2 separate regions of the Gasterosteus aculeatus genome follow, and region 2 is linked to region 1. A link is a contact called in public Hi-C data. All regions are on one chromosome and are shown on one strand. The core of a region is the stretch at or near the end of the contact, and the rest is flanking DNA. Distances in the headings are between cores, read along the strand shown.

Evidence for each region. Hi-C and Micro-C count contacts between places; a contact is called where the count stands out from the background.
Region 2: a contact with region 1 is called in a Hi-C map of tail fin, with 2.7 times the contacts expected there. The contact joins the promoter of aven here to the promoter of max in region 1. A contact is called at or near these places in 2 of 6 Hi-C or Micro-C datasets (skeletal muscle and tail fin).

The regions. Positions count from the first base shown.
Region 1 is chr18:7,191,862-7,194,561 of fGasAcu3.hap1.1, forward strand. It overlaps max (myc associated factor X), which reads right to left and starts at 1,409. Exons shown (of 4, transcript XM_078093059.1): 1 at 1,188-1,409. The coding sequence starts at 1,223.
Region 2 is chr18:7,400,097-7,402,796 of fGasAcu3.hap1.1, forward strand. aven (apoptosis, caspase activation inhibitor) reads left to right here and starts at 1,255. Exons shown (of 8, transcript XR_013453352.1): 1 at 1,255-1,579. It overlaps LOC120808426 (muscarinic acetylcholine receptor M5-like), which reads right to left. Exons shown (of 2, transcript XM_078093065.1): 2 at 1-1,161. The coding sequence starts at 1,089.

The DNA.
Region 1 (2,700 bases), core at 159-2,658:
CTGGGTGGGGGGGGGGGGGGTGTGCAGCCTGTGCATTGTTATGTTCTCTCTCTCTGTGATGCGGCTGTACGTCATTCATTGAGGCTGCCAACCCTTTGGTGGCCTGTAGGGAGAAGATGGCTCTAATCACTGGCTGTGCAACACAGGAAAACATCCCCCCCACTAACACCACCCAACCCCCCCTACCACTCGTCCGAGATGCAGGAGCGGCTGCGCTCCACCCCCCCCCCCCTACACCTTCACCACTGTATCATCATCATCATCATCATCGTGGTGTTGAATGCAGCACAGATGCAAACGGATCTCTCTGTATGGAGATGACCTAGATGTGTAATTTGCAAAGAGGGGAAAAAAAACCCCCCAAAAGGCACACTGATCACGAGCGGACCCCCGTGGTGAACCGCTGGGGGGGCTTGGGAAGGGAGACTCGGACTGACTATCGGACTAACACCGATCACGGAAAGCTATGTATTAAAGGGGGGGGGGGGGGGGTATAAAACACGCAACAATTTGTAGCGGGATAAAGCTTTGGTCTAAATATAGACGTCGTGCCATCGTCTCTCTACGGCCGCGGACAGACGGGATGGGGGAAACCCTGCAGTGCAGAACGCCGATGCAGAGGAATAATCGCAACGTCAAAATGTACGATTGCACCATAGTTCAAAGCCCCAGAAAATGACGTGCACACACACACACACACACACACGGGTTAGAATAAATGTAGGTCCGCCACGAGGCAGAAATAAGTACACCAACCTCCACGATGTAGGCCTAGCAGTCGATTAAATACCAATAAAATAAGCAGAATGTGATGGATGAATAAACTTTACAACAGTGAAACATTTTTCGACATTGGAAAAAAAAATCCCCCAGCATTACGCACCACACAGTGATATCTCGGTGAGTCTTCCTGCAAAGAAACAGAACAAAAAGTACAATTGTAGCCATAATTGTTCAGCAAATCGTACTGCCACGCTGACGTCACTATAAGGTCAAACTTGGTAGGTTTATAATGCTACAAGGCAAGAAAGGATAGTGCGGAGTAGGATCCCGACAAAAAACACTTAAAACAGAGAGGCTAGCAGGCGTATGGGTAGCTAACGTTAGCTGAGCCGCTAGGTCGGCTAACGTTAAATCGTAAGCTAGCAAAATAACATCGGTAAAAAGACAAGCGTGGTCATACTCACGTCACTATCGACTTCGATATCGTCGTTATCACTCATTCTTCGATACAATAGTCTACTTTAAAAGGGACAAGTGGCTAAAAAAACAACATGAATCGGTTTAGCACCGACCGGCGCTCTAGCAGGCAGACTGGTTAACGCTCACGTTCTGTTTGGACAGGACTGAGGAGGATTGCACGTGACTGCCCTCACCGCACGCAGAGGCCACTGCGCAGCGCGGGTGCGCAGCCTCCCCGGGGGGTGGGAAATGTAGTTTCTCAAGCTATTTCTTCCGTCGATTCTTTCAGAAATTGTACGTTTCTGAAGGATATTTGAAGTCAAATAACTTCGCAAAGAGAGATATTCATCAAGCCACGAGCGGTTCAAATATTAGAACGTTCTTTGATACTATCAAAATAGAAGGCCATTCTTATTTATACTCTACACTATCCAGAAGGCATTAATCCCGAACATGACGTCACAGCGTCTCTCCCTAGAGGAGCATTATGGGAATTGCTGTAAGAGTATATATTTGTATATATATATCACACACACACACACACACACACACACACACCGGCATACACGTATAAATATATATATATTTTACACAACACATTTTTTTTTATTTTAGATTATTTTATTTCCATGTCCTGGTGGAGAAAAACATGTCAGAACACATTGCAAATAATCTGCTGTGGTGCTTATTTTTTTCACTAAATTGTGCTGTAAGGAGCTTACACTGTGGATTATTGTGCGCTGCAACAGTGGATCAGCAAATGTATTGAAAAAATTGGAAGCCCCCCCCCAGCAGGTCAAGAGGCCACAGCAGCTGCGGGCGACACCCTGGCCTCCGTGTCCAATATGGGGCTTTAGACCTGCCTTCGTCCTACCTTCTCTTTTTCCAACTTCTAGGACCACTTATGCCCCCCCCCCCCCATCAGTTTGACCTCTGAATCTAGCCCCCTGCCAATTTTTCACCCCATGTACCATTTTATAAACTTGTCCTGCAAACAGGGTCACCCAGAAACATGGTCTGGAGCAGTAAAGTCTATGTAAAGGATGAATAAGGCCAGGCTTTTAATAATGCATCCGCTGAGTGACGTCCCTCTGCCTCCATGAATACCATCAAGAAAGCATCTATATGCATTTGTGCGCTACGATTGCATTTGCAATTACCTCTAGGGATGGGTAATGTCACAAAAAATATATGCCAATGAGAAAAACAAGAACCAAGATTTTTTATATTGGCCGTCTCGCCTCAACCTCAATGTTATCCCCCCCCCCTCTCGGCCTGAGTTTCAGCCAATATTATTCAAGCTGCAGGGAGCTCAGGCAGTGATTAGTTGCGGCCGGGGCAGGGAAGGTAGTAACGGGATTGTGAAACATATTTGTTCTGTATTTCTGTATTTGCCTCTTTCGACCCCGGCTCCCAGGTACGTCACTAATGTTACCAGCACACATATCTTATGCAGGTTGATGGGAAATGTTCAGGCTTGGGCCTTTTTGCAGCTGATTGGTTGACGTGACAGTGGAT
Region 2 (2,700 bases), core at 5-2,504, 210 kb after region 1:
GCCGTTTTTGCCCTTTGAGCTGGAGCCAGGTTTGAATTTATAAGAGATGTGTTTTTTACTACTCTTCTTTTGAGGAGTGGAAAAGTATAGATCCTCTGTATACTCAGTCACTTGTCCATTCGTATTACTTTGCCCACTACCTTGCTCTTTGAAAGACCTCTGTGGGGTTTCTATTGACACATGCTGCTCGTCCTCCTCAGATGTAGAGTAGCTGTTGAAGGAAGTGATTTGATCTGCTTTCTCCCATGCCTCATCTGATCTGGTTGTCATTTTAGTAGCGTTGCTTTGGTTAGACGAGGACCAGGAGGCCTGACTGAGGTCTCTTCTCTCTCTGGTAAAATGAAAGCAAGAATGAATGGCAGTTTTCTGTGGTTTAGTCCCTTCTAGAACATTTTCAGTAGCCAGGCCTCGTAGCTCAGCCAAATCTTTGGTGCGTCTCTGCGTTTCCTTGTAGATCCTACAGTAGAGGATGGTCATAACAGAGACAGGGATATAGAAAGCGGCAATCGCTGTACCAAATGTGATCACAGGCTGTGTTAAAAACTGGATATGGCACTGGTTAGGAAGCACCCTTCTCTCACCTACAATGTATTGCCAGCACAGAATGGGTGGCGCCCAAAGGACAAAAGACACCAGCCACGCAAGGCCAATCATGATGGCAGCTCTCTTTGGAGTCCTTTTAGCCCTGTAAGTTAACGGCCTTGTGATGGAGAAGTACCTGTCAAAGCTGATGACAAGTAAGTTCATAACTGAAGCGTTGCTGGCAACATAATCCACTGCTAGCCAGAGATCACATGCAATGTTTCCCAAGGACCAGTAACCCATAAGGATATATGTGGTGTATAAGTTCATTGACAACACTCCAATGATGAGGTCGGCGAAAGCCAGACTGAGTAGGTAGTAGTTGTTAACGGTCTTCAGCTGGCTGTTGACTTTGAAGGAGAGCAAAACCAGCACGTTACCCACAACAGTTATCAAGCTGACGATTGCTGATACTGTAGCGATGGTAATAACTTCCCAAACATTGTGAGAAGCCACCTGGACATGTGATGTGTTGGCAAGAGTGCTGTTTGAAGGGTCCACTTCCATGCTGTTATCCCTCCTTGTTATTGTTGACAGGTCAGAGAAGGGTACCAGCTTGTGGCTCCATTAAGAGTTTTCCTGAAATGAAAAGAAAAAAAACTTGAATGATTTTATAAAATGTATAAACTCTCGCTCTCTAAATATGTTTCTATATTGTCATTCAATTCTGAAATGTGTAATTTTTTAATTGACTCGGAACGATCAAACGTCATTTTTGTCGTGGGACACCATTCAACGTAACACTCATTTCCTTCACGTTGAAGGTGTCACGCGCTAAACTGTCCGGCCGCAATTAACAGCAATGGACACCAGACCGAGCGCAGTCAGAGGAGGCAGTTGGAGAAGGGGCGGCAGAGGCGGAAGCAACAGCGAAAGTGTCGGTGGTGAGCAGCGGGGCAGAGGGAGAGGAGGCCACCACCGCGGCCGGGGTAAAAGAGACCACTACCGCGGTCGTGGACGCGGCGGGAGCGGCCCCTCGGCGGACTTCCAACACCGGGTGAGAGAGCGCAGAAGTTACGTATCGGGCTTCCCCCGACATGTCTCACTACCGAACGTTTGCAAATGTTAAATCCCCCCCCTCACATTCACAGCCAAGTGTCTCCGCAGCAGTTGTCGAGCTGTGATTCACATGATATAAACATTTATTTTTGATTACTGTGCATTCACGGTACAGAAGTGGGTCTGCGTCGACATGGCTACGGCTCACTCCTCTACTGCGCATGCGCAATGCACATGCGTTTTCGTCTTATATCTTATAGGTCTATCTATATAGGTCTTATATATATCTGGATATTACGCCAGATAGTTCAGCTTAATTTCCAATCAAGGGGCCTCTGGAAACTTGCCCATGGTGTTCCAGCTGAAAACTATAATATGAAAAGAAACTATGTTGCAATTAAACACACTCAGCACCCATTAAGAACTGACCTGTTTTCGGTGTATTTCACTTACCGATTACTCTACACCTTCCATTATTTCAAATAATGTATTGATTAAGCATCTAGGCACATAGGCCTCTTCAGTGAAGCAACAGCTTGGCTCCCCACTCACAGGACGCATGTTGAGATACTTTGAGGTTTCCGTCACCCTTCAAAGTCTTCATCATCAACACTTGGTTGTGGAGGAGACTTCTGGAGGCGACTGTGGGTGAGTGGGGAGCACGGTCGTCCTCCAATCAGAGGGTTATGGGTTCGATCCCAGGCCCGGCTAACTTGCATGTCGTTGTGTCCTTGGGCAAGACACTTAACCCAACATTGCTCCTGTAGCTGCGACTACAGTGTGTGAATGGTAGTTACTGATGGCAGGTGTCACTGTGTATGGTTCTCCTGTCATCAGTGTATGAATGGGTGTGAATGGGTGAATGATGTCATGTAGTGTTAAAGCGCTTTGAGTGGTCAGAAGACTAGAAAAGCGCTGTACAAGTACAAGCCATTTACCATTTTTACTCCCGCTATTGTGTTTCTTTTAAGAAGTTCTGCTTGGTGCAAAGGCAGCAACGCAAGCACAGTCCATAGCACCCATGAACTCCATGACACCAAATTTTTTTTGGATTATTCCAACAGCAGAGTACAAGTCGCTGGGAACTTCTACATTACATTACAGGTCATTCAGCAGACG